2 separate regions of the Mus musculus genome follow, and region 2 is linked to region 1. A link is a contact called in public HiChIP or PLAC-seq data. All regions are on one chromosome and are shown on one strand. The core of a region is the stretch at or near the end of the contact, and the rest is flanking DNA. Distances in the headings are between cores, read along the strand shown. Region 1 has its middle 7.8 kb from the start of Slc34a2. Region 2 overlaps Sel1l3 (sel-1 suppressor of lin-12-like 3 (C. elegans)).

Region 1 (7,693 bases), core at 1,723-4,222:
GGACACCGATGTTAAACGTGAAGTTTTCCACACAGTGACTCATTTCTTCCTACAAGATAAGTTTATCGTCTCCATTTTATGGATGAGCAAATTGAGATAAAGATTGCCTCGCCCATAGTCACAGTGCGGCTACAGAATCTAAACAAGGCAATCTGGCTCCACCAGCAGTTTGCAAGGCCACCTAAAATCAAAAGCCTATGCTTTCTGTTGCCATCTTTGCAACTGAATTTCTAATAAAGTTTCTTCGAAGTCTCAGTGTCACGTGTTTAGATCACCATGCAAAATAGAGTAGACAGATATGAACACCTGTAGCCCAGCTACCCAGGAATTGCACAATAAGATCCCATCTCATGACAAACTAGACATTTTCCTACTGTGAACAAGCAAATTGAACAGCCTCTTGAAGAGCTATCATTTACTAAACCTAAAGCCACCCCATAATTCCTTAAGTATCTCACAGCCCTTATTCAGCACAGGCCATGCCTTTCCTTGGCATGTGTGGCTTCTTGGGGGTGAATCTCTTGTTCAGTCCTTACTGTGTGACATAACTGTGGTGGGGAGAGTTCCCCGCTACAGCAGCGCCCACAGCAGTCAGCAGCAGCCTTATTTTTATATTCCTCATCTAAGTTAGAGTCTTAACTAGCTAAGTTAGCTGGTTAGAAACCCATCTGCAATTTAGTTTCCCTTCTTCCCTGTGGAGTCTGGCTCCTCCCAGCCTGAAGAGTTATGTTTGCTAGAACTCACTGTGGCTAGGTGTGTGCTTGAGAGAGAGAGAGAGAGAGAGAGAGAGAGAGAGAGAGAGAATATGAATCAATGTGTGTGTTTATCTAAGAACCTATCTCCCTGCCAGGACCATAATCCTAGAACTAGGGAAGGTGAGGCAGGAGCATTGCTTTTGCTTCACATTTGAGTATCTGGGCAGCAGAAGTTACAGAGAGACCTTTTTTAAAAAAGAAAAAAGTTCCTTAGGTCCCAGAGCCCCTAACAGCACTACTCTAAGAAAAGTATTTTGTATTTTAATATTGCCTAAGGGGACAACTGCTGGAGAGAGCTTAAATGGATGTATAACTAAACCTAACCACACTTCCAGGAGGGAGAAAGAGTGTGTAAGCTCCAGGCAAGCCTGGGTTCCACAGTAAGGTGCTATCTAAATAAAACCATTGCCTTAATTCACATTGACATAGAAATAGGGTATACTCTCAAAACAAAACAAATAATAAGCCCTGATTGTCTGGCCTTGAACTCCACATCCTTCAACCTTAGCCTCCTAAATGCTGGGGTGATAGACATGAGCCACTCACTGTGCACACTGAGACAAACCAAAATATAATCTCCAGTATAAGATAACCAAGGCTCTTCCCTCATGAATGAATTAATCTATCCATGCAATTAGTGGATTTATGGCTAATGGGTTATCTGGAGAATGGCCTGCAATAAAAGCCCGTTTGGCTGGGTCTCTGGGTCTTCTAGCACCACTTCTGAGCTTTGCCAACAAGGCCACCAAGATGAACTCTGGACCAGAACTATGAACCAAAATAAACATTTTCTCTGACTAAGGAAGTGTGTGCTATAACATTGGCAGCAATAGAAAATGGAGCAAGTAGACAAAGTATTTTCTGTTTCATAATTTCATGATGAAATTAATAGATCAAGCCAACCCTGGGCAAGGAGCACCTCTGAAGAGCTATGGCTTTTACATGGAGATTAGATGATTGAACAAGGATAGGAGGATGGAAGATTCGTGTCTATCATTAAGAAAATCTGTATCCAGACATGCCAATTTTGAAGTCAGAAAGAACTTTAAAATTTTGATGAGCTTATCCATCCATATCTGTTTCTCATCTATTAAATGGGTATAGTGGACAGGCCAGACTCCCTTACCTAACACAAAGGTGGTGAAAATGTTAGTTTCTCAGGGGTTGGAACTCCTATTAGCCTATCCCATAATATATAGATGCTCACATATGCTGTCATGCCACATACATGGGGTGGTTCTCTAGTTTATGACAGTACACCCTGGTGACAAGTAGGCCAGTGAGAGACAGACCCACTTAAAAGACAGCATAGTGCCCTTCTTGTCAGTTCTGCCCCTGACTTCTTCCCTTCAGTTGAGCAGTTCTTTCCCAGAAACCCAGCAGCCTCAGAGAGCTTGCCTCCCCAGCCAGCCAAGCACATGGGGAAAGCAGCAAGCCATCCAACAGTCAAACACAGATCACAACAACGGGGTGCTGAGTCCAACCTCTGTTCCGGGGAGAACTCCTGGGTAGAGCTGGGCCCTTCTCACGGCAGATACTGCAAGATCTTTGGACTTTACGGGAAAAGCCAGGCACCCAGGCTTTGCGACTTTAAGCAAGTAAATAAATAAATAAATAATATTGCTGGGTGTGGCTGCTCATAATTGGAGTTCTAGCACTGGGGAAGTGGAAGTTGAGGACTAGAGTTCAAGATTATCCTGGGTCACACAGTGCATTTCCCGCCAGCCTATCTCAAACATATCATGTGCTGGGAGTGTTGCACAGTGGTTAAGCACTTGCCTAGCCTGTACAGAGTCTGGGGTTTAATTCTTAGTACTGAGGAATAAATGAAAAAGTGAATGTTGGGAAAGTCAAATAAAGTAGGCGTGGACTGCCAATGTTCATGCTGACCCTGGTGTCATCTCAGATGCAAACCGACCTTGACCTGTTGTTTCTGGCCAGCATCTCTGCCCCCCCACCCCCACCCCTTCTCTTCCTGCCTGTTTGCTAAGGCCCTGGCTGGAACGAGAAGCTCTTTAAGAACTGGGAATGTCTGCTCTGTGAGAGGGAGAAGGCCACCCAGACCCAGGCTCTATCTAGTGTCTCTTCCTTGGTGCCACACCCCACCCTGAGTCACCAGACCTGGGAAATTCCCAGGATGGAATGAAATGGGAGAGCCCAGCCTAGCTCTGCTCACTGCAAACTCTCTGGGTTTGGAAGGCAGAAGTTGGAGATGATCAATACTGTTTGCATGGCCCCAGCTGACTTGGTGGGCCAGGCCCAAGAATCAGCTGCCTGTAAGGCCTGCCTGTTGGGGGCCTGTTGGCCCAGTTCTCCTCTGACCACAGACAGTGGCTGCGAGGGCCCTGAAGTGGATTGTGTCATAAATGCCTGAGACACTGACTTCAAATTAACCACGGGAGCAAATCCACTTTGAGCTCCTGCATTCTCGGGAGCTTCTCCCGGGCCCTGTGGCAATGTTGATATTCTTAAGAATGATTGGTCAGGCTTACTGCCAGGGAATCCATCCCTCTTAGGCCAGAATTCAAGAAATGTCAAAGAATGCATTACATAGTCACAAGAAAGCACCAGACTTCAAAGAACCAGGCTTAAATGAGAGGCAGCATGAAGGGGAGAGGGCATAGGACTGACAGGATGGTCATCCACTTTATCTTCCCTTAGATATGTTTATAAACATGCAGAGACTATCCTGAAAAGCAATTCTCAAGTGTTCTTAGTGCTCTCCAGCAGTGGGCAAGGGGTAGCTGCACTTTTCCATTTTGTTGCTGCAACATAGATTTTTTTAGCACAGCTTACAAGCAGAGGTAGCTTAATCTATTCAGACACAAGGAGGAAGAGGAAGCTGAGAGCAGTGTCAGAGGGGAGGGCTGGGAAATGTGATCAACGGTGACACTGGTCTGGTACGTTTAAAAAGCCAGGAGTGACGCGCCCCCCCCCCCCCAACAGCACTAAAAAGAAAAACACCAGGACATTTGTAATTGAGCTAAAATGTTTAAAGTAAAAAATGAAAAGAAACAGCAGCAGTTACTGGTGGTCCATGCTTGTGATCTCAGCACTCGTGTGCAGAGGCAGGAGGATCAGGAGTTAAAGGCGATAGCCAAGCGTACAGCAAGCAGTTTCTAGGTCAGCCTCAGCTCAAAGAACAGTTCTGCCCTAGCACTTATGATCGGGAATCCTGGTGCACGGGACTTCTAGGGTCACCCCAATGTACACCCACTCCACCACTTTCTCCTCCAACTGCAATAGCCAAAGAACAGAGTCCTGGTCGGGTTCCATCCTTTCTTACTAAACGTTTTTATTTGCAGAGTTCTGGGCCTACTACCTACAAAGCAATTATTCTACCAAGCAACAACCCCAGTCCTTCTAAGCTTCTAACTCTCCATCAGTTACAATGTAGTGGAAAATCTTCCACCTCACTTGCAACCAGAGCCTTCCTGCTGTTCCTCAGACTTCCCCCTTGCACTCTGTCTCAGGGCTGTTGACCTTCCTGGTGCCACTGGTCTCGGATGGTTCGTAAAGCTTCCTTGATGTTCCCCAGCTTTATCTTAGGCTGCTACCTCAATCTTGAGGTAGAGGATGACTTGACTGAACTGATCCACCTCCCACCCTCACCTCTTGGGCTGTTCTTGTTCTATTTACTCCTCTGCCTAGCCTTTCCAGTAATCACTGCCTAACACTACTCTATATTTTAGATTCTCCATTGTCTGTAGACCATAAGCTTAAGGTTGAGGTTGGCTCATAGGTGGTGAGTACTCAATGATTATCTCCAATCTAGACCTGACCATGCAGGACTATATATAATCCAAGCTACACAGAAAAGGTTTGAGACAGGAGGATCAAAGTTCAAGGCCTGCCTAGGTCACAGAATGAATTAAAAGCCAGCCTGGATAATTGAAACCTTGTCTCTAACAGGTAAAAGATACCGAGGATATGCTGACTTGTATACTCCTTACTGACACACAGAGACACACAGACTTGAAATATCTCCAATCTATTTTTTGAGTGGCCAGACTGTGGGCCTGGAGAACACATCTCCTACTTGAAGCATTTAAGTTGCCAAGCAAAAGAAAGCAGATTTAACCCAAAATACCCATTAGAGAACCCAGATCATTGTATAGGTTGGGAGGGAGCGAGGGAAGGTGAGGTACCACGAACTCAAGAAACTTACACCAAGGAGGTTCGGCAGCCCCACAAACATCCAGGCACCATCCTCTCACCTGGTAAGCTTCTATGATCCCTTGTGATGACATACAGACTCCCTGAAATCTCTTATAAACTCAGAAAGCCCTCAGTAATTTGCACTTTCAAGGAATACCTTGTTCAGTGGGGGCTCCTGCAAAAGGCAGGCATAGAGGACACTTGCTTTATAAGTGACAATTTTATGGTCCTTGGCTTGCCCAACCACCCCATCTCCAGTCAGATGGTGCAAAAAGTGTGAATACTCCCCTTTGAACCAAAGTTAGGCTGTTTCTGGTCAGTGTGTTTTGTTTTGTTTTAAGCTGTATATGTTTTAGCAAGCATATAACCCCAGAGGCAGGCGTGGTGGTAGACGCCTGTAATCTCAAATTTTCTTAGGTGAAGGGAGTGTCAGAGCTCCAAGATATCTTTTCATTGAAAAGTCAGATTATCCTAATCCCACATTTTGTGGGGCTTGTCGTGTTGCCCCACTGACTCAGAACTGATAAGTAGCCAGAGTATCCAGACGGGACCTGGTATTAAGATTGATTACTGCAGCATGGCGTGTCATTTACAATGCAATTGCGTTGTTCCTTACACAACTCCTGTTTCTTGTCCCGCCTGAATTGTACTCTGAGCATTTTTTCTCTACTTCTTATTTATTTACTCTCCCACTCCCCAAGACAGGAATTTTGTGTAGCCCCGGATGTCCTAGAACTTAATCTGTAGACCAGGCTGGCCTTGAACTCAGAGACCCAAGTGCTAGGATAGAAGGCGTGTGGCACCACCCCCACCCAGCTTTTCATTTTTTTTTTCTTTTTTCCTTGGACAGGGTTTCTCTGTGTAGCCCTGGCTGTCCTGGAACTCACTCTGTAGATGAGACTGGCCTTGAACTCAGAAATCCTCCTGCCTCTGCCTCCCAAGTGCTGGGATTAAAGGCATGTGCCACCACTACCTGGGCAGCTTCTTTTTCAAGAGTTTCATGTAGCCCAAACTAAACTTTCTAGATAGTGAAGGATACTCTTGAGCTCCTGATCTTCCTACCTCTTCCATTCTGGGAACTGGAATTATTAGTGCTGAGATTATAGGCCGCTGGGATTACAGGCATGCACCACAATGCTTGGTTTACATAGTGCAAGAGGTCAAACTAGGGTGGATGTAAATGCTGGCTGCCAACTGAGCAAACCAACAACACCACCGTGTTCAGTGTCCCATGTACCTCAGTCTGGCCCAGGACTCTGTAGCCAAGGGTAACCTAATCTTAATCTACCCATCCTCCTGCCTCTGACTTCCAAATATTGGCTTGTAGGCACGTGCCATTATACCTACTGGCTCTGAACGCTTGTCACTAAATATTTTGAAGGAATTGAATCTCTCCCTCCCACACTCACATACACATTTACAAATGTTTTCTAGTCCTGCTGACCACCATCTTCCATGGAGTTGGGGGACTTTTACATACGACGGGACTCTCTGCTGCATCAAGGGGCTCTGTAGAGCCATCCCAAAGGAGGTAGCCCACAACCACCCTAGACATCACTACTTCCCTCCTACTTTAAATTGCCAAAGGTAAGAAGGGCAAAGTGACTACCATCTGATCCAGGAGTCAATCAACCCTTCTTCTGGAAGAGGCAAAGACCTCCCGCTGAGCAGGTACAGTCTTTGCAGAAACCATACTTCCCAAAGACTTGGAGTGACTTGACGTGGGGATAAACCCTAGGCTTTGAGTTGAATTGTCTTTAATCTTCTGCCACCCAGGAGCCTGGAGCCATCCCCCTCCTCTTATAGACTGTACCACACAACCAACCAGGCATGACAGAACCCTGTACCTTTCATATCTGAACCGTTCAGGCCACACACACACATCGTTAAATTATCTGCTGGTTTTACCTCCATTTCTCAGGTAAACTCAAAGCTCAGCCCATGCTCATGTTCTGTCCCAAGTTTCAACATATTTTCTGTGAATCGTCAGACCTTTACAGCCAACTTCTCCTAGGCCTAGGCAAGGTCGGGGCAACCCTTTTCTTAGTTCCTCAGCAGGCTGCCTTGTTATAGGTTATTATAAGGTTCTTGGCTTTAATAGCATAAGAACATCCCCATTACACCAAGCAAAGATACTCTCCGGCACATTCATAGCCATTACGCCGTCTGGGCTGGAAAACAGGACAATCTATGTTCTCTGTGCCTGCCTCCAACATTCACACAGAGAACCTCCACTTTTACAAAAACCATTGCTGAGCAGAACCATTGCTAAAACCCTCAGTCCTCATCAGCTTTCATACCTGGAGAGCTGGAGCGATCTTGGGAGCAATCAGAGAACTGGAGAGATCCGGAGAGCTGGAGAAATCCGGGGAGCTGGAGAGATGCTGAGAGCAATCCAAGAGCTGGAGGGATCCTGGGAGCAGTCGAAGAGCGAAGACCTGTTTAGAACTACTGCCTGAGAACCATCAGACACTAGCTTTTATACAGCCCAGTTAAGCTACATAATCTAGCCACACCCATTTAGCCACACCCCTAGAGCCAGAAAGCCCTACCCAGAATCTTCTCTAATCCTCATTCTCTCTCTCTCTCTCTCTCTCTCTCTCTCTCTCTCTCTCTCTCTCTCTCCCTCTCCCTCTCTCTCTCTCTCTCTCTCCCTCTCCCTCTCTCTCTCTCTCTCTCAGAGGGGGAGGAGGGCAGTATTGGTGAATGCTCTACTACCAAACTATGTTCCTAATCTCAAACTGGTTTTAGATTTTGTTTGGAATCTCATTATGTAGCAC
Region 2 (7,693 bases), core at 3,805-6,304, 130 kb before region 1:
CCTGAAAAACAGGGTCTGTTCTGCAACTACAGTTACTAACTTTGTGGTCTCTCTTGATAAAAAGGAAGGAGAGAGGGAGGGGTAGGGAGGGAAAATGAGAGAGAGAGAGAGAGAGAGAGAGAGAGAGAGAGAGAGAGAGAGAGAACACGTCATCTACCCTAGTCCATTGAGGCTGAGACTCTGAAAAGATAAAAAAGAAAAGGAAGACCTTCTCTTCCATAAGTGTTGCATGTGCTTAAGTGAATTCATTTCTTGTGGCAGTGGTACGTGCGCGCGCGCGCGCGCGCACACACACACACACACACACACACAAGCCCAATTCCCATGCTCTCCAGCCTCCATACCTGCTAGGGAACAGGGTCTTGCTCAGAGGCAGTCAGTTCATCTCTGTCCTGGAATAACCCCGGGCTGCCTTGGCTTCCCTGAGCCACCTGTCAGGAGCTTGCTGCCCCCCCCCCCCCCCCCCCCCCCCCCCCCCGGCTCCTGACTTCCTCGGCTCCCTGGCTTCTGGCAGCCTGCCTGTCATTTTGTTCTCTCTTCTTGAATTTCCATCTGCCCTCTCTGCCCATGGCTCTCTCCTCTTTGCCTGGCTTCTCACTTGACTTGTCTCAAGTCTTACCTACCCTGCTGCTCACATATGCTCTGGTCACACGGTCACCTAGTCCTAGTTTGGTTTCAAAATAGGTAATGAGTGTACGTGGTTTTCCAAATCAACACTAAGGAAGAGAAAAGAGTAAAAACAAAGATGTAGCCAAGCCTTGCCTCCAGCTCTCCCGATTTACTCCAGCCTCTACCTCGTGCCCTATGGGAAAATCGTTTCATTAGTTTATTGAATATATTTCACAGTTTGTGCAAATACAAAAATATCTGCTTACTGTCTCTACACAGATAGAAACTCTTCTCTCTTTCTCTCTCCCTCCTCCCCACCCCCCCCCTCTCTCTCTCTCTCTCTCACACACACACACACACACACACACAGACAAAGTTTCATGTGGCTTACACTGGCCTTGAACTCACAGTAGCTGAGGGTGACCTTAAGTTTCTCACTTACTTCCTCTTCCTCTTGAGTGCTGGAATTATAGAATATACCTAGTTTATGTGGTACTAGGGTGCAAACCCCAGGGCTTTGTGTATGTACCAAGTGAGCCATCTCCCTAGCCCCCACATCTTTGTTTTTAAAGTTAGTAGCACATTTTTTTCCTCCAGGTTTGCCCCCTTTATAATTTACGTAGTAAATAAAGTTTTGCCTGAGGCTGGCCATCCCTCATGAGTAGACACCTGGGGTTTTCCGATCTTGAATACAAATAACACTGCAAGAAGCACCTTTGTGCCCTTTATATACAGCACCTGTTTCATCCCTGTCTCCTTCCGCTGCTTCCAGCCCCTCCCAGCAATCTGGACTTGTGGCAGGCACATCACCTGCTTCTTCCATGACCTTTGGCCTTGCCATAGATACCTCCTTCTCAATGAATTTAACTTCTCATCCTTATCAAACAGCTTAAAATTTAAGTTTCTCCTTAGTCTGCTTTCTGCTTGCCTTTTAGAACAAATATTTCCCAGTATTTCCACCCCACTGATTCTAAACACTATCACAAACAGTAGTAGATATTAGGTGTTTACCTGGGACCAGAGTACATCAAATCCTAACAGTTCACTAAGTGGGGAACTGTCATTTTACAAAGGACAATAGCCTTCAGGGCTTAGATGGTTGGGAGCAAGGATTTATCTCTTCCAGGGCCACCTGACCCTGCAGCGGGCTTAAGTGCTGCAAACCAGACTGAGAAACCTATGGCAACTTGAGTTAGGTCAAGGGGTCTGGGGATGTCCATGACAGAGTCTCTTTGAAGATAACCAGGTCCCAGTCCCCAGGGCTGCCTCAATCTTTTGTGCTCCTCTCTAGCTTCCATGAAGACTTCTATTATAACGACACAGCTGGCTACTTCATTATTGGAGGGAGCAGGTACGTGGCCGGCATCGAAGGGTTTTTTGGACCGGTGAAATACTATCGCCTCCGCAGCCTACACCCGGCACAGGTGAGCCTTGGGGATCAAGAAGTTTGCCAGGAGTGTGTGTGTGACAGTGGGCCACTGGGAGCAGGAAACACAGTGTAAACAAAAGATTTACCCAAGCGGACTGAACCATGCGTGGGCTCAGCCACCAAACATAATTAATATTGAGGCTTCCCCTGAGCCAGCCCAATAATAGATTTCTGTTACCGTGCGGTTCATTTAGTACTCATAAAATGGGAACCATTTACTTCCTCTGTTTTAATAACTACTAGCTTAATTATAGAGTAGATTTTTATCAGGCTGTTGCCTATCCAGTGATTAAGCTAATGAAAGGAGAGAATCTTAGTTATTTGGTAAAGCTTCTTTTCTACGCTATTATTTAAAGTATCAGAAGAAGCAATACTCCAGCAAATTAAAGCCCCATGCCAGCCAATCTTTCACTCATCCTCACAGAAGCCCTGCCTCAGCTCATGCTGGGATGGGCAAGCCACAGGGAGCCATATTCAGGAGGGCTTTGGACCCCAAGGCAATTTACTGTACCCAGGACACACATCCTAACATGCCCACGGAGGACTACTGCAGCCATTCCAGTAAAGGACTCTCGGCTTCCTACCACACAGCCTCAGAACAGTGCCTTCTCATCCCTGCTAAGGAGATGGAGGACCCCACCAGATGCCTGAGAGAGAGTTGTCCTCTCATTCCCTTGACCCCGTGGAGTTCAGGCAAAGACACAAGTACAAGTAGGAAGCCCGATTCCCTCCCTCCCTTTGAGATAACTGGGAAAAGAAAAATCACAGATCCACTTGAGCAGTAAATGCTTCAGAGTGCCTACTGCATGCCAGACCGGAGCAGAGAGGAGAAGCAAGAAAGATGGGTTAGGCTGAGCTTCAAACATTCCACCGCTCTGGCATGTAATGGTGGTGCACACCGGTAATGCCAGTGGTCGGCAGTTCGGGGCAAAAACGATCAAGAGCTCAAGGTCAAGTTGGATCAGCCTGGGACATAGGAAACCCTGTCTCACAAAAACAAAACAAAAATATTTTTTGGTACTGGGGCTCAAATACCTTTGAGCTTTCTTTCAGCTTTAGACTCTTTCCTTTCTTAAAAACATTTTTTAAAAAAATTGGGGGGTGGGGGGCGGACAGGTTTTTCACAAAGTTGTCCAGGCTAGCCTTGAACTCACTCTGGAGTTCAGACATGCTTTGAAATTTTGATCTTCTTGCCTTAGGCTACTGACTAGTTGTAATTACAGATGGATGTCAACAGACCCAGCTTTAAATGATGTTTTGAAGATACTCTGATTAATAGAATGAACAGCACACACACATACATACATGTATTCATATATGAAAATAAAAATAATTTTACTAAGAATACCTCCTCCGCCTCCTCTAATGTGCTCTGAAGTTTTGGATCCTTCGGTATAAAAAACAAAAGAAACCACTGCTGGTTATGACCCAGTGAGCCCATCTCGTGAACCTCTCTTGGGTCCAGACATGCATTTGAAAACAGAGTTAAGATTAATTCCCCCAGTTCCAAGAGGCTTGCTCTTTGGGACTTTGGCCCAGTTCACTTACTAGGTCACATGACACGAGTTAATTTCCACAAGCTTGGGCTCACCGAGGTGCATGGGTGCATCTGGCCACCGTTGAGCCTGCAGGAGTTATGCTTTGGAGCAGTGGCCCTTCACTGGCTCCTGCAGACTGAGGCTGCTGCAAAGCAGAAGGAAACAGAAGGACGGCCTCAGGTGGCGGGCACACCTTGGGTAGAATTAACATTTGGAAATGGAGATGAGTGCAGTTTTCTAGGGACTACACGTGGAGGGGACAGGTCTCCACTGACATGGAAGAAGCTTTGCAGATGAGAAGGTAGCACACAGGACGCTGGACTGGCATGCCTCGAATTGATCCAAAGGGCACTGGTTTGCATATCCAGGTGGGATGGTAGCCAGTGATGTCATAGAGGGAACTCAGACAGCTGAACACACCTAGTCCTACTAGCCAGAGGACATTTGATGATGATTGAAGTTCATGCAATTTCTTACCCTCCTGCAGGTTCTTAATCCCTTCCTTGAGAAGGAACTGGCTGAACAAATCAAGCTATACTATGAGCGGTGTACTGAGGTCCAGGATATAATATCCTCGTATGCTGCAACAGTCCAGGTTGGGGGTGAGAGGCGAGAGACATGTAAGTACGGAGCTCTGGAGGGCATATTTAAGCTTTGCATTTGCATTGACATGTTTAGCTTTGCTTGGGGCGAGGGAACTAAAATAGAAACATCCCACGAACCTCTTAGCCCAGATACCAGCAGGGTCAGGTGTAACTCAAGGCTTCCAAAGACAGATGGGGACCAGCATGTGCGTTCTGCCTTGATCCTTACCCCACCCAACCCCACAAAGCACCAGCAACCGCCATGAACGAAAACTGGTGTCAGCTCCCGCCATACCTGCTCGATCTTATTTAAGAATACAAAGGAACCTTGCCTGGTGTTCTTTCTACCTAGATGGCATGCCTAAAAGAAAAGAAAATGCATTGGAAAATATAAATTAATCACTAGAAATTATTGTACACATTAGTGTGCTTTTGTCTTGGACCATTAATATCTGAACAGTGACTTTGCTGGCTGGGGCCCTGTTTTATTCTCAAACCCTCAGATCAGCTCAGGGAGGCACCAGGAAATTTGGCAAAGGAACAAATCTCAAATAGACTGCGTTCGCAGGGCTCACGTGGCCCAGACTCTCCTTTCTCACCCAGGGTGTGGACGGAGCTGAGTCCCGTCTGGTCTCCTAGGGTCCCAGCTTTTCTCCTAGAAAAGCCAGCCTTATATGCTAACCTGTTTGGTGGCATCAGGGAGAGTCTCCTAAACTTGTAAATTTTTCTGTGCTTTAGATATCCATGTTTGATGTGGTGACACGGCAGTTAGTCACATATGTTCCTTCTGGAAGATAAATTCCTGTGGGGTATTTGTCATCATCAAGAGCTAGTTCAGTATCTCAATCTTGCCTTGTGCAGCTCATGCCTCCTCCCCCCCTTAGGGGAGCTTCCAGTTCCAGGCTAGGGAAGGAGGGGCCCATAGATGGACCTAAGTCATGCCCCAGTCTGACAGGGTCACATAGTGGTGGGAGTGGTGGCTGGTCAATCTCATATCAGGCTGGAGAGGTAGCTAGGTATGGAAAGGCATCTACTACCAAGCCTGACAGCCTCAGTTCAATCCCTGGGATCCGTGTGATGGAAAAGGAGAACTGACTTCTCAAAGTTGCCCTTTGATCTCCACTTGAGCCGTGTAGAACAGACAGGATCCCCCATCCTAAGCAAAAATCGAATTTAAAAGCAGATGATCTTGCACTGAGATGGCTCAGTTGGTAAAGTATTTGCAAGCATGAGGGCCTGAGTTCCATGCCGAGAACCCGTATAAAAAGGCTGGATATGATGTCACTCACCCGAAATCCCAGTTCTGAGGAGATGGAGACTAAGGCTTGCTGGTCAGCCAGGCTAGCCTCACTGACAGCTAGCTGGGCTAGCTCCAAGACGATGAGGAACCACACCTCAAAGGCTAAAGGATGTTTCTGGGAAGGACATATACCAAAGGTTGTCCCCTGGCCTCTCTGTGCATGTGCACATGTAGATGCATGCCCACACACGTGTGTCCCCTCGCCATATACATGCAGGTACAGAAAATGTAAAAGGATACGCTCTCTTAATCTCCAGCTGCGCTTAACGCTCACTGAATCATACAAAGATGTACAAAGACAAAGATGCTGCCAGGAGAGGGGGCAGACGCACAGGAATAGTAATGTCCCAAAGAGGAAACTCATTTGGATCATTCCCACAGCACTGGGAGTGAGACCCTAAAGGCCAGCCCTCTATGCCGACCTGTTTGGTGGCATCAGGGAGAGTATCCTAAAGTCTCCAACCTCCTCACCTCCTGGGGGGCTCTAGGGCCTTGTTCTTCAAAACACAAGCCAGAAAAAAAAATGGCCTAGATTATTAGCCTCCTGGGGGCAAGTCAGAGGGCAGCTGCTCATTCTGTAGAATTAGGCAACAGCCATCAGCATCCTTGGCGCGTTTCTCTTGGACTTGCTTCCAAATGCTGCCCCCAAGGCAGAGGTGTAATGGCCGTTTTCAAATTCCCGAAAGACCCAAGCCAAATCCAGGCATATTAAGCCTGCCCTCCCATCCCAAGTTCCCCTGAGGAAGGAGAGCTTTTAGAAGGATAAGGTCATTGCCGCTCCTGAGGGAGTGATGTCTTCTGCTTCCGTGTAGGTGACTTCCATAACTCCTACCTGGACCTCAAGCGCAAGTATGGGAGAGCCGAGGTGTGCAGAGGCTTGCCCTGGGAGAAGGAACTGAGAGACAGGCACCCCAGCTTGTTCCAGAGCCTGCTGCAAATGGACCTGCTGACCGGTAACTGAGCCTCTGCCTGGGGTTTGGAGCTAGCTAGAAAGGCACCCTGTTTTTATGTCTACTCACTCTCCCTTGGTGATTTATGCCTTAATGTTATTTTTAACCCTAGTGTTCTAGTTTAATTTCAGATTTAAATTCTGCCCTTGTGTGTCCACAGCGCTGAATATATCTGTGCACATTTCCAAAAACTTAAATTTAGGGATCACTCAAGCGATGCTTTATCTAAAGCCAGGGCTGCATAACGGACAGGCCGCCGCCAGAGTTGGCCTCCAAATGGAGTTAGTTTGCAAAATGCCTTTCTGTGTATTTGAAAAGAATTTCATTATCGGTATCTAAAAACTTTCAGAAAAATGCAAATTTCTAGCTTTACTTGGAAAAAAAAATCAAAGACGCAGCTGCCCTGGACCTGTTCCTATAGTAAGCGATCTCAGAGGGAAGGCCAGGGCCAGGCATTTTCTGTCTGCCCAAGGTCCCTCTTCTCTGGTTTTCGCCTCCTACCATGTACTGTCATAGATGGTTAGATGTCATCTAACCCTTAGGCAGTTGAACTTGAGCCTCCTGACTTGACATTTCAGTGTCATCTCAGATTTGAAGGTCCTTCCTGGATGCTGATGGCTTCCTCTTAGGCCCAATGCAATTTGTATTTGCTTAGTTAAGTACACACTGTAGGGCCTCCAGGAGATTTTGGAAGCCATGCCTGTTAGAAACAGGAGCTGGTCACAAGGGGAAGCACACGGAACAGGTACGTGTGTCAAGGGATCAAAAAGCTCATTGTGTTCCTGGCTTGGGAAAATGACCTTCGGCGACTGGCCCTGTCCCAAGGCATGGGCTTTCTTTATACGCTGACCCTGCCCATCCTGGAAGATATTTGATCTTTTGTTCTTTGATATTGACTAAGGAAAGACTCAGTCACTTATCTGAGTGAGATGGCAGGAGATTCCCCACTCTTGAGTGATGGGCTTAAAAGCAAAGATAAATTGTAAGTTGTTTTAATAAAAGCCATGGAAGTGAAGGCACAGAGAGAGGAGTGGCTGCTTCTAGACTCAGGTGTCCCAGAAGGGCTTCCGGGAGGAGGAGACATTGTAACTGCTTCTTGAGGTATTTGCCAGATAAGAGAGGCAGGAGTGGGCGCTGGAGTCAGGGCAGAGGCAGGGAGGAGGGACAGCAGGATATGCTAAGGGATAGGAAACCAGTGGTGACCTAGGGGCTCAGCCAAAGCTTAGTCGCCAGCTGTAATCTGTGTGGCTTTCCCTTTTAGTTAGAGGATTTCAGGCTGTAGG

Evidence for each region. HiChIP or PLAC-seq counts read pairs in DNA pulled down with a chosen protein or histone mark.
Region 2: an HNF4G HiChIP or PLAC-seq map of pancreatic cancer cells shows a contact between it and region 1. The contact joins two enhancer-like sites. A contact is called at or near these places in 1 of 115 datasets of contacts at active chromatin or transcription factors (pancreatic cancer cells) and 1 of 9 other capture datasets (adipose tissue).

Annotation. Positions count from the first base shown.
Region 1 is chr5:53,037,755-53,045,447 of GRCm38.p6, reverse strand. No RefSeq gene overlaps it. Among named protein-coding and RNA genes, the nearest start is that of Slc34a2, 7.8 kb to the left of the region's middle. Within about 2 kb of position 2,972, at least 75 of the 459 cell types and tissues checked have an H3K27ac peak or open chromatin away from gene starts, as enhancers often do. A contact at or near this core is called in pancreatic cancer cells, where this site is marked.
Region 2 is chr5:53,169,077-53,176,769 of GRCm38.p6, reverse strand. It overlaps Sel1l3 (sel-1 suppressor of lin-12-like 3 (C. elegans)), which reads left to right. Exons shown (of 24, transcript NM_172710.3): 7 at 1,901-2,033; 8 at 4,064-4,196; 9 at 6,273-6,413. Among named protein-coding and RNA genes, the nearest start is that of Sel1l3, 41 kb to the left of the region's middle. Within about 2 kb of position 5,054, at least 14 of the 459 cell types and tissues checked have an H3K27ac peak or open chromatin away from gene starts, as enhancers often do. A contact at or near this core is called in pancreatic cancer cells, where this site is marked.